5 separate regions of the Mus musculus genome follow, and all the other regions are linked to region 2. Evidence: chromatin contacts called from public ChIA-PET and HiChIP or PLAC-seq data. All regions are on one chromosome and are shown on one strand. The core of a region is the stretch at or near the end of the contact, and the rest is flanking DNA. Distances in the headings are between cores, read along the strand shown.

Evidence for each region. ChIA-PET counts read pairs in DNA pulled down with a chosen protein or histone mark. HiChIP or PLAC-seq counts read pairs in DNA pulled down with a chosen protein or histone mark.
Region 1: an RNA polymerase II ChIA-PET map of memory CD8 T cells shows a contact between it and region 2, with 12 read pairs. The contact joins the promoter of Stambp here to the promoter of Wbp1 in region 2. A contact is called at or near these places in 5 of 39 promoter capture datasets (the C10 cell line, cranial neural crest, hippocampal neurons and 2 more), 1 of 484 Hi-C or Micro-C datasets (Sertoli cells), 1 of 115 datasets of contacts at active chromatin or transcription factors (memory CD8 T cells) and 2 of 9 other capture datasets (liver and pancreatic islet).
Region 3: an RNA polymerase II ChIA-PET map of memory CD8 T cells shows a contact between it and region 2, with 68 read pairs. The contact joins the promoter of Dguok here to the promoter of Wbp1 in region 2. A contact is called at or near these places in 7 of 39 promoter capture datasets (3T3-L1-derived adipocytes, the C10 cell line, cranial neural crest and 4 more), 8 of 484 Hi-C or Micro-C datasets (CD8 T cells, LSK cells, the N1E-115 cell line and 5 more), 5 of 115 datasets of contacts at active chromatin or transcription factors (astrocytes, embryonic stem cells, memory CD8 T cells and 2 more) and 3 of 9 other capture datasets (adipose tissue, liver and macrophages).
Region 4: a contact with region 2 is called in an RNA polymerase II ChIA-PET map of memory CD8 T cells, with 18 read pairs. The contact joins the enhancer-like site here to the promoter of Wbp1 in region 2. A contact is called at or near these places in 3 of 39 promoter capture datasets (the HPC-7 cell line, cranial neural crest and neutrophils), 1 of 484 Hi-C or Micro-C datasets (the HL-1 cell line), 4 of 115 datasets of contacts at active chromatin or transcription factors (effector CD8 T cells, extraembryonic endoderm stem cells, memory CD8 T cells and 1 more) and 3 of 9 other capture datasets (adipose tissue, liver and macrophages).
Region 5: a contact with region 2 is called in a FOXA1 HiChIP or PLAC-seq map of pancreatic cancer cells. The contact joins the enhancer-like site here to the promoter of Wbp1 in region 2. A contact is called at or near these places in 4 of 39 promoter capture datasets (the C10 cell line, cranial neural crest and pre-B cells), 3 of 115 datasets of contacts at active chromatin or transcription factors (bone marrow-derived macrophages, double positive thymocytes and pancreatic cancer cells) and 2 of 9 other capture datasets (adipose tissue and liver).

The regions. Positions count from the first base shown.
Region 1 is chr6:83,571,250-83,573,949 of GRCm38.p6, forward strand. Stambp (STAM binding protein) reads right to left here and starts at 1,255. Exons shown (of 10, transcript NM_024239.2): 1 at 1,162-1,255. The region is part of intron 1 of Gm21284 (predicted gene, 21284); the gene reads left to right.
Region 2 is chr6:83,120,055-83,122,754 of GRCm38.p6, forward strand. Wbp1 (WW domain binding protein 1) reads right to left here and starts at 1,407. Exons shown (of 5, transcript NM_016757.2): 1 at 1,149-1,407; 2 at 718-822; 3 at 131-233. The coding sequence starts at 1,217. Ino80b (INO80 complex subunit B) reads right to left here. Exons shown (of 5, transcript NM_023547.2): 5 at 1,711-2,310. The coding sequence ends at 1,774.
Region 3 is chr6:83,505,684-83,508,383 of GRCm38.p6, forward strand. It overlaps Dguok (deoxyguanosine kinase), which reads right to left and starts at 1,286. Exons shown (of 7, transcript NM_013764.2): 1 at 1,065-1,286. The coding sequence starts at 1,206.
Region 4 is chr6:82,745,975-82,748,674 of GRCm38.p6, forward strand. All of the region lies in intron 3 of Hk2 (hexokinase 2), which reads right to left. Among named protein-coding and RNA genes, the nearest start is that of Hk2, 27 kb to the right of the region's middle. Within about 2 kb of position 1,382, at least 36 of the 459 cell types and tissues checked have an H3K27ac peak or open chromatin away from gene starts, as enhancers often do. A contact at or near this core is called in the HPC-7 cell line and memory CD8 T cells, where this site is marked.
Region 5 is chr6:83,481,172-83,483,871 of GRCm38.p6, forward strand. It overlaps Dguok (deoxyguanosine kinase), which reads right to left. Exons shown (of 7, transcript NM_013764.2): 5 at 176-291. Among named protein-coding and RNA genes, the nearest start is that of Dguok, 24 kb to the right of the region's middle. Within about 2 kb of position 1,445, at least 105 of the 459 cell types and tissues checked have an H3K27ac peak or open chromatin away from gene starts, as enhancers often do. A contact at or near this core is called in adipose tissue, bone marrow-derived macrophages, pancreatic cancer cells and 1 more, where this site is marked.

The DNA.
Region 1 (2,700 bases), core at 5-2,504, 450 kb after region 2:
AAATGGTATTTACCGGGATACGCTTCCTCAGTTTTGAACACAAGGTTAATGCGGGGCTCCTTTCTAGGGTGAATATTCCTGACGCTGCTCACTAAACCACCCTTCACTTCAGCCCATCCCATTCACCACTTTCAGGGCCAGGTAGTTCATGCTTGGAAGCATCAATCCGTGCTTGTCCCCACAAGCCAAGCAGGGTGTAAACGGCAAAGTGACAGCACCTAGGTTGGGGTGGAACACTCTAGGAGTTCCTACTCATTGGTACCCAAACTGTAGGAATTTACATTCTTTCTAGATGTTGCTTCTGGGCTCCCTGGCACCATCGTTGCACATAATCCTGAGTGGAACGGGGTTGTCGGTGTGCACTGGATAACAGCACACCCTAGCCAGCCTGTTCTAGAATACACTCATCTTGGGTCTGAGCAGTCTTGTTTTTCCCATCTTATTCCTCGGTCAGGATTCCCATCTGCCCGGGGAGACGCAGATTACAGTGTTGTGCATTCAGCTATATCTCAGTTCTACTCACCTGTCCTCAGAGGTTGTTTTCTCTAGGCCAGTTCTGCTTTAGCTTGCCCTAACTTTGCGGTGGCATTTTGTCCACGAAGTTTCCCCACTAAACTCCCTTTTCTAGCAAAAGCCGAGGGCTGCTAGGAGTGTGGGGACATTGCGAGTGTAAAACACATCCTCTTGAGAGTGTAAATCTGCCCACGTCCCTAACCGCCGAACTGGGCACAGCCCAGAAGAGCTCATTGGAATGGGATGCTGGCCATCTGGGCACCTCTCGAGAGAGGCACTTGTGGGTAAAGAAAGGACCATCCTCCAGAAGCCATCGAGTGGCTCGGGACAACATGGGGTTCAGCAACCCTGCAGAGCGTGTGTATCGGGAGAGGGATCCAGCAGTAACTGCTGGCAGCGCCCATCTAGAAGGCACTCAGTCAGGTTTCTCCAAAAATGCAAGGCACTCAGTCAGGTTTCTCGAAAATGCAAGGAGTGTTGAGACCAGGCCTGGCTGGTCTGAAGCCAGCCCTGAAGACAGGGCCATCCCAGAGCTCGCGCGCGGCCGGCCTGGGCCAGGGACACGGACCCCACACTCACGGCCTCTCCCCGCGGGGTCCCACCGCGCCAGGATCCCCAGTCCCGCTGCATTCCCGGGACCCTTCCCACCTTTCGTGAAGGATGACAGTCAGAGCTTCCGGAAACGTCACCTCCGATGACACGCCCACTCTCGCCACTCCTTCAATTACGCTCCACGGATTTAGGACCTGGTGTGGAGAACTGGTGGGTGGGGCTGGAATCTTCCACCAATGAGAGGGAGCGCTGCAGCGCTCCTTTTGGTAAAGAAAACGAACCAGGAAGGAAAGGGAACCTAGTGAAAGAGGGGACTGCAGCAGAAACCAGTATGCTTTTCCCCCCATTAATTTATCTTTTTATTCACTTCACATCCCTACCGTTGCACTCCCCGCTCTCCCCGCCCCCCCCCCCCGCGACGCACAATCCCTCCCTTCCTCCCTCTGGATATCCCACTCCCCCTGACTGTTGCACATCAAGTCTTTGCAACGCTAGGCTCATCCTCTCCCCTCTCCCGCTGAGGCCGGAGAAGGCAGCCCAGTTATGCGAACGGGACCCACAGACAGGGAACAGCTTTAGAGACAGCCCCCACTCCAGTTGTTGGGGGACCCACATGAAGACCAAGCTGCACATTTGCTACATATGTGTGGGGGGCCTAAATCCAGCCTGCTTATGCTCTTTAGTTGGTGGTTCAGTCTCTGAGAGCCTCCAAGGGTCCCATTCTGAAGCAGGAGTTTCCTGCCAATGGCTCCTCCATCGGAATAATAGCGAATTAATATTTCAAGGGGGATCGCTATCTAGCTTGTCATTCACAGCAGAGCTGACATCGCCGGTTCAAACAAAGCATCATGGACTACCTATCTACATAGCCACCCTCTGCCAGTCGGTCCTGTTTTTGTTTTTTAAACTTACATTAATTTTTATCGTGTGTGTGTGTGTGTGTGTGTGTGTGTGTGTGTGTGTTTGCACGGTGTACTGGCTAGTTTTGTGTCAACTTGACACAGCTGGAGTTATCACAGAGAAAGGAGCTTCAGTTGAGGAAATGCCTCCATGAGATGCAATTGTAAGGCATTTTCTCAATTAGTGATCAAGGGGGAAAGGCCCCTTGTGGGTGGGACCATCTCAGGGCTGGTAGTCTTGGTTCTATAAGAAAGCAGGCTGAGCAAGCCAGGTGAGGCAAGCCAGTAAAGAACATCCCTCCATGGCCTCTGCATCAGCTCCTGCTCCCTGACCTGCTTGAGTTCCAGTCCTGACTTCCTTTGGTCATGAACAGCAGGATGGAAGTGTAAGCCGAATAAACCCTTTCCTCCCCAACTTGCTTCTTGGTCATGATGTTTGTGCAGGAATAGAAACCCTGACTAAGACACACGGTGAGGATGTGTGCAAGTGAGCATGGAACGGTAATTGTCAGAGGGACACCTTGTGGGACAGTTTCTTTATTACCCTATGGTTAAGTTCTGGGAACTGAACTAAGGTTAGCAGCCCTGGCAGCAGGCGCCTCTTACCCTCTGACCCTTCTCCCTAGCCCGTGTTGGTTCTGCTTTAACTCTCTTCATAGCCCTCCCTCCTGTAGGATTCTCCTAAAATACGATTTCTCAAAAGAAGGGAGATTTTCTGGCTTACATCTCTCTCCCC
Region 2 (2,700 bases), core at 157-2,656:
CAAAGAGGGCACAACTCAGACCACCACCCCAGACTCCAGCCCTAAGCAGAGAAGGGTCTTTGGTAGCTGAGTTCAGAAATCCAAGGGAGGATGGGCATGGAACCTGAGATGGATCCCTTTGAAGACTCACACCAGAGTTCATAGTAGTAGGTGCAGCAGCCAGTCTCCCCACAGCAATGACCAGTCTCACAGAGGTAGGGCTGGGTATTCACTCCTGGGCACAGCTCTCGAAGCTGGAGGCAAGGAGGCACTAAGAACCAGGGGCTTCTACCCAAGGCCCTGTCCACCCCCACCTCCTGCACGCACATACAGTCCCACCCACGAGCCGACCTAGCTTGGAAGGATGGCATGGGATGCTAAAAGGAGGGTCTATATGTAGGGCTATCAGTATGGAAGATTTAAAATGCCAGAAACTAGTGAGAAAGTAAAGTGTAAATACAGAGAAAGTGATATCAGTTCTTTAAACCCAATACTTTTCTCACAGAAGCCTGGCCCCAAGGGTGGTTTTTTGTAGGCTAATGTTTTAAAAGAAACAAAACATAGTGTGACAATGGGTAGGAATTTAAGGCCATTTCCAAAGCTAAAAAGCTTTCAACATCTCCCACCCCAAAGGTCTGCCTCCCACACCCCCAAGATGGTTTTTTTTTTCCACCCCTGGGTCTCAAGCTCCCTGGGGTAGAGGAGGCACAGTGTGAGACCCAGAGCAGTGCTCCCAACCAGATGGGATTGCTGTGGATGATAAAGGATGGTATCCAGGGCGCGAGTCTGGGTTCCAGCTCGTCTCCAAATTGCTCCCTCAAGAGAAGATGCTGCCGGACTCTGCTGTGACAATAGGCACAGAGAAAAACATCACAAATAACTGCTGCAAGACAGAGGGAACCTCCCTGGGGGTTTCACTACGCCTCTGGTAACTGGAGAGCCACTGCAGGCTTGCATTGCAACCATGAGATGGGGTCTAAGAGGGTGCAGGTAAAGTCAACTGCATCTACGTAATAAGTCTAGACAAAGAGTAGAATGGTCATGTTCAGGAACTTCAGAGTACCTTTGGCTCCATGAGCTCCTCCCCCACCCCGGACAGGAAGTGACAGGAAAGGGGAAAGAGAAATAAATGGCTGTAGTGAGATAAGCTTTTAGAGCTGCTGGGATACCTGCTGTTGCGGCGCCTGAAGTGACCCCCAGGCCTCTTCGCTGCTGTTCCTGCTGCTGGCCCGAGCCATGCCTCCACCTACAGACCCCTGAAGACCACAGCCTCCTCCACCGCCAGCTGCCCCGCCCCTGCCACCTCTGCCGCCACTTCCATGGTCCCTGCCCGGCCCATCGCCACCGGTGCCACCATCACTCCGCGGCCGGAGCTCCCGGCCGGGGAGAGCACCTCCAGAGGACACAGTTGCTCAGTCCAGCCAATCAGAATCGCTAACTAACAGATCAGCCAATAGGAACCGGTCACAGGTTTCTCCTTTTGCCCAATCCGCAGCGGCGCCTGTGCCGCTCTCCCAGACAACAAGAACTCACACAGACAAAGACAGGGGAAAGGCTCGACCAAATGCCTGACTGACAGCAACAATAGCCAGTACGGACAACAGAACAAGCTTTGACTTATCGGCCAATGAACGGCCGTTCAGCACAAAAATTTTCGCCGATTGGCTGAATGACTTTACACACTCAGGTTCAGACTCCGCCGGCTTCCCACTCCAGCAATTCGATACAAGCTGAGGCACTGTACGAAATTTAATAGGGTGGGGGAGACAGCAGGAATGTGGCGTGGGAGAGGTCTTAGGTGGCCAGGAGTGGGGACCCCGGGCCCTCGGGCCCTCCCAGCCGTAGCTGCAGGTTGATGCGGTAGCACTGTAGGCTGCAAAGGGCCTGGCCGGTGCGGGAGCAGGCATAACGACGCGGGTGGGGGCAGCCGGGGACAGAGCATCGTGGAGCGGGGCCCGATGGGGCAGGCCGCTGTGCCACCGCCGTGGGTGTGGGAACGCCGGGAGGAAAAGACAAGGTGGAGCCCTGTGCCCCGCTGCAGTAGCGCACCATGGGTGCAGGGGCCGGGGCAGCAGCCCGTCCTCCGCGCCGCTCGCCCCGCGCCGCCCCGCGCCCTCCACGCCCGCTAGGAGCGGCCGTCTTGGTGAGGCGCTCAATTGTCTGATTTTTGTGCTCCTCGGCCCTCCTCGCCGCCTGCAGCCGCCGCTTCCGTGCACGCTCCTCACGCTTCAGCAGCATCTCTTCGGTGAGGGCAGGGGCAGGGCAGCCCCCACCCACTGGCAGAGGCAGAGTCGGGGACGGCTGGCTCCGCGCCTTCTGGAGGAGGGCTCGCTGGGGAAAGAGACAGAGGATGTCTGAGAACCAAATGGCGAGGTTTTTGGGGTCACCCACCCCTATTTTCGTTTGTTTTTGTTTCGAGGCGGTCTCACTATATAACTTTGGCTGCCCTGTAAGTCACTATGTAGACCAGGCCAGCCTGGAGCTCACACTCTTGCCTCTGTTCCCTAGGTGCTGGGATCAAATGCTTGTGCCACTGTCCCCATCTTTAGGGACCCTTAATACCACACTTCTCTTCCCAGGGTTCCTGCCTCTCACTCAGGTCCAAAGGAGGAAACAAAAGTATGGTACCCTGCCTGCCCCTTGTGTAGGTTTTTGTTGTTGCTGTTATTTTAAATAGTATCTCAGGAAAAAACATCAACTTGGATTTGGCTCAAACCAAAA
Region 3 (2,700 bases), core at 36-2,535, 390 kb after region 2:
AAGACACTCAAAGGGCGATTTGCTGAATGAATAAAACGAGAAACTATTTGCTGCTAGAATGTCTTGAGCAGCCCACACCTGATAGCATTATCAGCATCTGTGCAGAGCTAAGTACCCTCAGAATTCAGCAACAGTGAGTTGAGCCATTTTCCTTCCATGTTGCTTTTTTGTTTTTTAAGATACTGGGTTACTTATAACAAAATATATAATAAGTATCTATTTCTAAATTTAAGAAGCATGATCCTTCCTAACCAGGCAGGCAACTTTCTGTGAGTTTGAGCCCAGCTTGGTCTAAATAGCAAGATCCAAGCCAGCTAGGGCTACACAGTGACTGTTTCAAAACAATAGAACACTGTCATAATAATTTGTAGTGCAATTAACATGGGGGTACAGCAAAATAGTGAAAATGGAATCTGTTAAGAATTGATCTAAGCCAGGCGGTGGTGCCACATCCCCTTAATCCCAGCACAAGGGAGGCAAGGGGCAGGCGGATCTCTTCTGAGTTCTAGGCCAGCCTGGTCTACAGAGCGGGTTCCAGGACAGTCAACGCTACACAGAGAAACCTTGTCTCAGGGGAAAAAAAAAAAAAAAAAAAGTCTAAATAAACAATGGCTCATTTTTTAAGTGTATGCCCCAAATACTGCATGTGACACACCAAAATTATCTTAAACTATGTAAACTGGACATTTATTTTTATTTTTGCTAAATCTGGTGATGCTATTTTAGGAAAAGAACCGGCACACTGTCGCATCTATTTCTAGCGAATGAAACATGCCAGTAAACCAGTATAATTCTGGGGCTATCTAAAGCCTGCGTCAGGCTATTACGTCCCCGTGGGTGAGTAGGTGGGCGGGTACTGGGGCCCAATGTCTCCCAAAATCAAAACCCGCGGTGCACTGTGGGAGAAAGGCCTGACATGCAGAACCGGCCGGCAGGTTGGGCGGTGGCAGCAGAAGGGGTCAGGTGGGCAGGGTGGGACAGATCTGAGGCCAACTTCTTTTCCCAGCCTCTCAGCCACCTACTCGGCGGAGGCCAAGGCTCGACAGCCACTTTCTGGCCCTTACCGATGTTGCCTTCAATGCAGAGCCTTCGGGGGCCGCCCCCGTCGTGCATGGCCCTGGCGTGTGGCGCGTCCACGAGCGCGTTCCGCAGCGGGGAACGGAAAGACGCTCGGAGACGACGCAGAAGGAACCGACCTGCAGCCATCCTACCCAAGCCGAGCAAGGCGGGCACTTCCGCCGAGAGCACTTCCGCCTGCGATCAAGCGACGCCAGCGCACCTTTGACGTCAGAGGGCCGTCAGGCAGGAAGTGGCTGGTTTTAGCTCTCTAGGCGGGTGAGGCCGCAGGAGCTGCTCTGTTCTCGCGACATTTGCAGGGACGATGTGGGAGTGTCTCGGTGTTGTGGTGTAGGAGGGTGTGCTGAAGTAGAGTTCAGGCGTCCGTAGCCCTCTCATCGTTTTAATTAATATGTGTATATTGCATATTAGTATGGTGTACAGGGTGAGTCGCAGGACAGTCAGGGCTACACAAAGAAACCCTGTCTTGAAAAACAGAACAACAAAAATCTTGTTATACTTATTTATTTTGATATTTTGAGACAAGGTCTCATGTAGTGCAGTTGGTCCTCCTGCCTCCCCGTCCCAAGTGGTGAGCCTACAATGTGTGTTCCAGCATGCTCATTACGTATCATTTTACTTACTCATTAATGGCGCACTTGTAGAGGTCAGGACGACTTATAAGAGTCTGCTCAAACTCAGGCTATCAGTCTTGGCAGCTAGTGTTTTTACCTGCTGAGCCGTCTCACTGGCCCTAAGATAAATGCCTTCTTCCTCCATACTTTGGGACTTTATTGCCTACAGGAAGAGACTGGACTGTTTTAAGCAGGAAGGGAACAATCCAATAACTTACACAAGTAATGTTTCGCATCCTGTGTAACTGTCAGCACAATGTTGGACCATTTATTTTATCACACCCCATTTTATTTTGACCTTTAAATAGGTAAATGTTCACTTGGAGGAATCTCATCAGGATAACGAGTTGGATTAAGCATGGTATTGGCTCTGTAAGAATGAATCCTGGAGAGGAGACATGTACAGGACTATATGCAGTGAGTGAGGGGAGAGGAGGCATGGAAGAGACTTTCTGAAACATAAAATCTACAGTCCTGCAGTTGTTGGAAAGATGTGACCTGTGGAGCCTAGCACACACAAAGCTGTGGGCTGGATCTGGAGCAGAGAACTCCAGTATGGTGGCACACGCCTGTAATCCTAGAACTTGAGAGGTGGAGGTAGGAGGCTCAGAAGTTCAGTCATCCTTGGCTACACAGTGCATTGGAGGCCATCTTGGGATGTACGAGACTAGCTCAAAAAGGAGGAGGGGGCTTGCAAGTTGACTAAAGGCACTTGCTGCTAAGCCTGTTCACCACAGGGTCACAATCCTCAGGTCCCACGTGGTGAAATGAGAGAACCACCACCTGAAAGGTGTCCTCTGACCACTGCACTTAGCCTTGGCTACAACAACTATAATCTAGGTAGGATTCTCGTGGAGATCGGAGCCGCTAAATTCTATCCATTGCCACTGCCACACACCAGTAACCATCACTGTGCAGAAATACCGATTACATTTCTTTGCTTGTATAAAATCAGAGCTGGGAAATACTTAACTGCCCCTGTCCCCCAAAGAATGAGAGTCTCTCTGTC
Region 4 (2,700 bases), core at 132-2,631, 370 kb before region 2:
TGCAGTTACTAGTTCTCCGTTGTGTTGTGAGTTGCTTGATCTGATCCCTGGTATACAAACTCTTGTCCCCTAATAAAACAGCAATTGCTTTTAACTAGCAAGTCATCTCCAGTCTCTATTTTTGATGTCCAGTTTCAAAACAAAAGACAGGGCAATGGCTGCAGGACCCACATAGCCACCTCAACATGCAGAGAGGTGCACTCCTGATAACTCAGGCTTCCAGTCAAGCCAGAGCCCACCAACCGAGAGGTCCCCTGTCACCTACTCCATACCCTCAAAGAGAAGCTTAGCTCTCTAGATGTTGAGAGACAGAGGGCAGGGCACGAGATATAGCGAGTAAGCAGAGGCTGGAGAGGGTAAACAGAGTCCACGGAAAGAGGGCCAAGTGGCAAGATGGAAAAGCGTGGAAGAAGGAGTGGAAGAATGGAAGACAAACAAGTGTGTTCCTTCCCAGAAAGGAGCAAAGGGCCAGCGACACGGCTCAGAGGGTTGGCATTTGGTGCCAAGCATACAACTTGAATTTAATTCCTAGAGAGAAAGCCGACTGCTCCATGCTCTCCTGAAGCCTTCACACACCCCTCAAGAGACCCAGCAAGCTCTCGAAAATCTCTCCAGATCTCAACAATAAGGGATGGGGCTAACAGGCCCACCGGCTCCCTGATGTCTGGGCGATGAGCAGCTGGTGGAGTCAGGAAGGAAGGCAGCCTAATCTAGGAGGAGGCAGTGCTGGCTGAGCCCCCATCCTGGGTCCTGCCCATCTGTCTCATCCGAAGCACGGTTACCCACAGTTGATGCTGAACTTTGAACCTCCAGTCCAAGGCAAGAGCGGTGTTTGTTAGTTTTTCTTTATTCTTTCCCTTTTTTCCCAGCGCTGAAGACTGAACCCAAGGCCTTACACATGGTATGTGAGCTCTTTGTCACCTTACAGCCTTTAGGGTGAATATCTTTATCCAAAGGAAACAAGTCACAGAAACATCAAGCAGTCACGGGAATTGGGGGGACCTTAATCTAAGGCAAGGAACAAAATATATCTTCCTAGTCCCCAGCCCTTACCTCTGTTCCTTCCCCAGCCGCCTTCCCCACAGAAGGCAAGAAAAAAAAAGCCCCTACATTCAGGAGGCTGAGACAGGAAAATGGGGAATTTGGCAGCCTAGGCTACCTCTTGAGAGCCTGATATCAAGTCAAACTAAATTCAGCTGGCTGGTCACATTTTCAGTTTGCCAGGCTTCATGTGACTCGTGGTTTCCCACAGGGCAAGTCCACTGAGAAAAGGTCTGAGTAAGCGGCAAGATCAAAAGCCTACACGCTTCCTAGAAGGAAGAGAGGAGACAGCTGCTCCCCTGAGTTGGAGGACCAACCCTCTCTTCCTGCTATCTGAGGACGGGGCATGAGATGCTAGAGAACTCAACACCTTCCTGCCATAAAAAGGCTCAAAGGGCATCGGTCTGCCAGCTCTGTGCTCCACACATTTCCTTTTCCTTATTGACAGGAGGATGTCTCACTCCTCTTGTCCTGAGATAGACCTAAAAAACCTCAGCAGGGTGTGCGGGCGCCCGCCGGGGCCAGCATCAAGAAGCTGAGGAAGAAGGGGCACCAAGTTCTCTGAGATAGAAACCAGTGAGCAGAAGATAGAGTTCTCTCCCGACAGGTTCACAGCTCTTAAGGACTGTTGCAAGTCTGAGGCTTGATAATTTAGCTTTTGATCTAATAAAACTGCATTTTAAAAATCTACTTCTTCCCCCTTTTAAAAAACTGGGCTGGTAAGATGACACTTAACAACAAGCCTGACCACCGGTGTGTGAACCCCAGAATCTACATAGTAGAGAGAATTGATTCCCACAAATTATCCTCTGACCTTCTCTCTCTCTCTCTCTCTCTCTCTCTCTCTCTCTCTCTCTCTCAATGTAGCTAAAAGAAAAAGAATAGAAATGATTTTCTTTAATTTTGGTGGTTTGAGATGTTTTCACTATTAGGTATTTTATTATCAGGTGTCACATTTTAATTATTTTCATAGGTTTGACTTTCATTTGGAAACAAGGTCACACTATATATAGCCCAGGCTGGCCTTGAACTCTCAATCCTCCAGGCTCAGTCTCTCAAATGCTAGGATTACAGATGTGTACCTGGCCCCGACAGTCTGAGATATTTCAAGGTAAATTTGAACTTTTGGGATCATGAGTGTTAGAAACAGATTCTCTTTCTAGGTGGACAGACACACTGCAAATGTCAACTCAAGTGGCAAGCCCTGGCCAGGCTCTGCAGGGAAAGCTGCCAGGACCATGGGATGCCTGTGACCTTCCTATTATAGAAGAAAGAGGTCTACGGAGACGAGATTCGCCCAACACATTGCACACACATCGCAATGTGGTTTTTCACAACCACAGCCAAACTTCTGGTGTGTTTTTGGCATTGTCTTACTTGGTTCTCAAATATTTGTCATCTGGTAGCAGGGCCCAGAACGAGACAGAAGCAATACGGAGAAAAGGCTAGCACATTCTTCATGAGGGGGAACAACACCGATGAGGTACAATACAGAGCAGGAAGACAATCTGAAGACTGGGCACGCTCCTGTGTAGAGCAGCAGGCCCCAGCAAGCCTGCCAGGTGTTGAAGTCACCACAGCTCCCCTCTCAGCCCATGACCTAACTAGCACCCTACCACCCTTCTCTACAAACAGACGACTAGGGTACTCCTGGCTGGT
Region 5 (2,700 bases), core at 195-2,694, 360 kb after region 2:
ATCCTGAGCCAATTATGACAAGCATTCACCACAAGGCACAATCGAGAGAAAAGAAAGGAAGGAAGGAAAGGAGGGAGAGATGCTGGGCACGTCCCGCATCCTTGCAGTTCCGCTGGGAGCTACGGCTGTGCTCAGCACGGTGGTGGAGGCTCTGGTCTGTCTGTTACACACTTACTTGGTAGTCTTGTTAATAAACCAGTCTTCGTGCTGACTATGTAGCTGTTGAAGATAGGCCAGCTCAATGCCCTTTTCTTCTTCTCTATCCCTCTGGTAGAGTCTCTCCATACAAACCTAAAAGACAATCCCCCGACTCTTACATTTCAGTCTTACAGGGCCAAGCAACCCACAAAATGTCTGGATGTCCTCTTTGGTACCATGGCCCATGACTGCACCTGCTGCTTCTTGCCTTGCTCAGGGCACTGGCACCATGTTGTCCACTTCTGCCTCAGACTGCCCTTCCTCGGAGTAGCTTCAGATGGTTAGTAGCAAACTCCATCCACCCAGCCAGCCGCACTGGGAGCCTGAAACTACCCTTCTTTGTCTTCCTCCCGAGCACATCAAGAATCCAGGAGATTCTAATCTCTCTAGCTGGCCCTGTCCTCTCACCTCTGCCTTGGCGTTCATGCTTTTCATCTGGACACTTCAAGAGCCTGCTGCTTTCTTTCTCCTGGAGGTGAAGAAGTGCACGAAGAGAGCATGGGCCTAAGAGTCAGTCATCTGTCATAGTCATGTGTGGGGCAAGCAGTTTTGGTGGGCTGCTTTTTCTCCATCCTCCACCCACCCGCAGGTAACTGAGACTGCTCTGAGGTAAGGCACATCTAGGATTGCCAAAGTCATTCTGCCTTTCCAGTTTGCCCTTCACTCCAGCCTTCTATGGTTCTTGTGCCCCTGCTTAAAATATTTGCTCCACAGGCTGCTTACCAGCTACAGGCATAACCAAAGACTTCAAGAAGTTATGAACTTGCTATCCTCCTGCCTCAGCTGTCCAGGTGGTGGGATTATATGCATGTGTCACTGTGCCTGGCTTGTGAGAGCCACTCTACTTATAAAGTGGTAAGCAATTTGAAACATCTCTAGATCAAGCACTCACTCTGGAGTAGATGAAACATCTGCATAAGTCAAATGAAATGAATCAAATGAAACCTGAGTCTTGACATGAAGGCCCCTCTCCCTGCCCCTTTGCAGAGCTTCACTCTGCCTCCACCTGCAGGTCTGAGGGTCTCTGCCCCTGAGAACTGTGATTCCTTGCCACAGCACATAAGGCCACAGTACTTGTCCTCAACTTCCTTAGTCCCTCCCTTGCTCATGGCTTTGGCCAGATTTGGCCTCCTTCCTGTGGGACAAGCCAAGCCCCTTCACACTTCAAAACCTCTGCTCCAAATGTTTGTTTTGCCTGAATTGCCCTTGTTCCTCTTTCTGCCTGGTCAAATACTTCATTAGTCAATGTCAACTGTCCTCAGAGTGTGGGCAGATTAACCCGCTGACTTAGGACTCCACCCTCCCCCATGTCCCATCTTTCCCTTAAGGAAATGAAACTATGCAAACAAATTCTCTTTAGCACCTTCCCTCCCCAACCCGCCTGCCTGCCTGCCGAGTTTTATTGTCTTTGACTTTATTTTGGGGGTAGTTCTAGGTGTGCTCCAGGCTGACCTGGAGCTCTGTGACCCGTGTTTCCTGTACCCTCCTGCCTCTGGCTACTCTGTTCTCCTCACTCACAGCACCACACGTGACTGAGCTTTCAGCAGTTTATGCACACATGCGTTCCTGACACCATCTCCTGAGAACGGAGAGACACTATCCCACGGCACACTCTGTTCTTAGGCTTGCTCTTCTCACTTAACAGTGCTTCACCGTTCTCAGCACGGTTCACACCTAGAAATCTAGCACAGGGTAGCTGAAACCTGAATGCTTCTAGTGAGTTCCAGGCCAGCTGGGCTATGAGTTTTAAGACCTTGCCACAAAAAGGCAGCAACAAAGAAAGCCAACCAGTACAGTGCTGTAGAGTAAGTATTCTGTTTTACAGTACAGTACACTCAGCCAGGTCCCCTAATAAGCACTCGGTCATCTCCAGTGCTTGGCTATTACAAACAGTGATGCACGTAACAGGGCAGTCTGTCTGTGTGCCAGCGTATCTACGGACTCAACTCTAAGCACCAGGATTAACAGGGCAAAAGGAATGAGCTCTTCCTACAACTGCCCAGCTGCCTCCTCAGAGGTCACCCATGCTACATTCCCACTAGCAAGCAGCTTCAGCTAAGGTACTTAATTTTTCCTCTGAGAGAAAAATATCTTCTGGATTAGAATAAATGAATATTTTAAAAAACATAATACAATCATGTTTTCAAATACATACAAGGACAGAACAATTCTGGTAAAAGCTATTCATAATTATCACCCAGTGACTACAGACAACCATTGATACCAGCCTGGATCTATTAAAATCAGCATTTCCCTTTTTATTATGAATTTGCTAAACTGAGCAAACTTTTCTTCCCTCTACAGTCTAGGCAAAATCCTATTTTGAATATTTGGCATAATTCTAATTTTACTGACATGATTATAATGAATGATTTTAAAATTCATGGGACAGTTTTATCGTGGCTCCACGTCATTCCAGTGCACATGGGAGTACACACTAGACTGTGATGGGAAGCCAGTGTGGGGAGAAGTGCAGGGACCCTACGTCCAAGCTTCCTGACG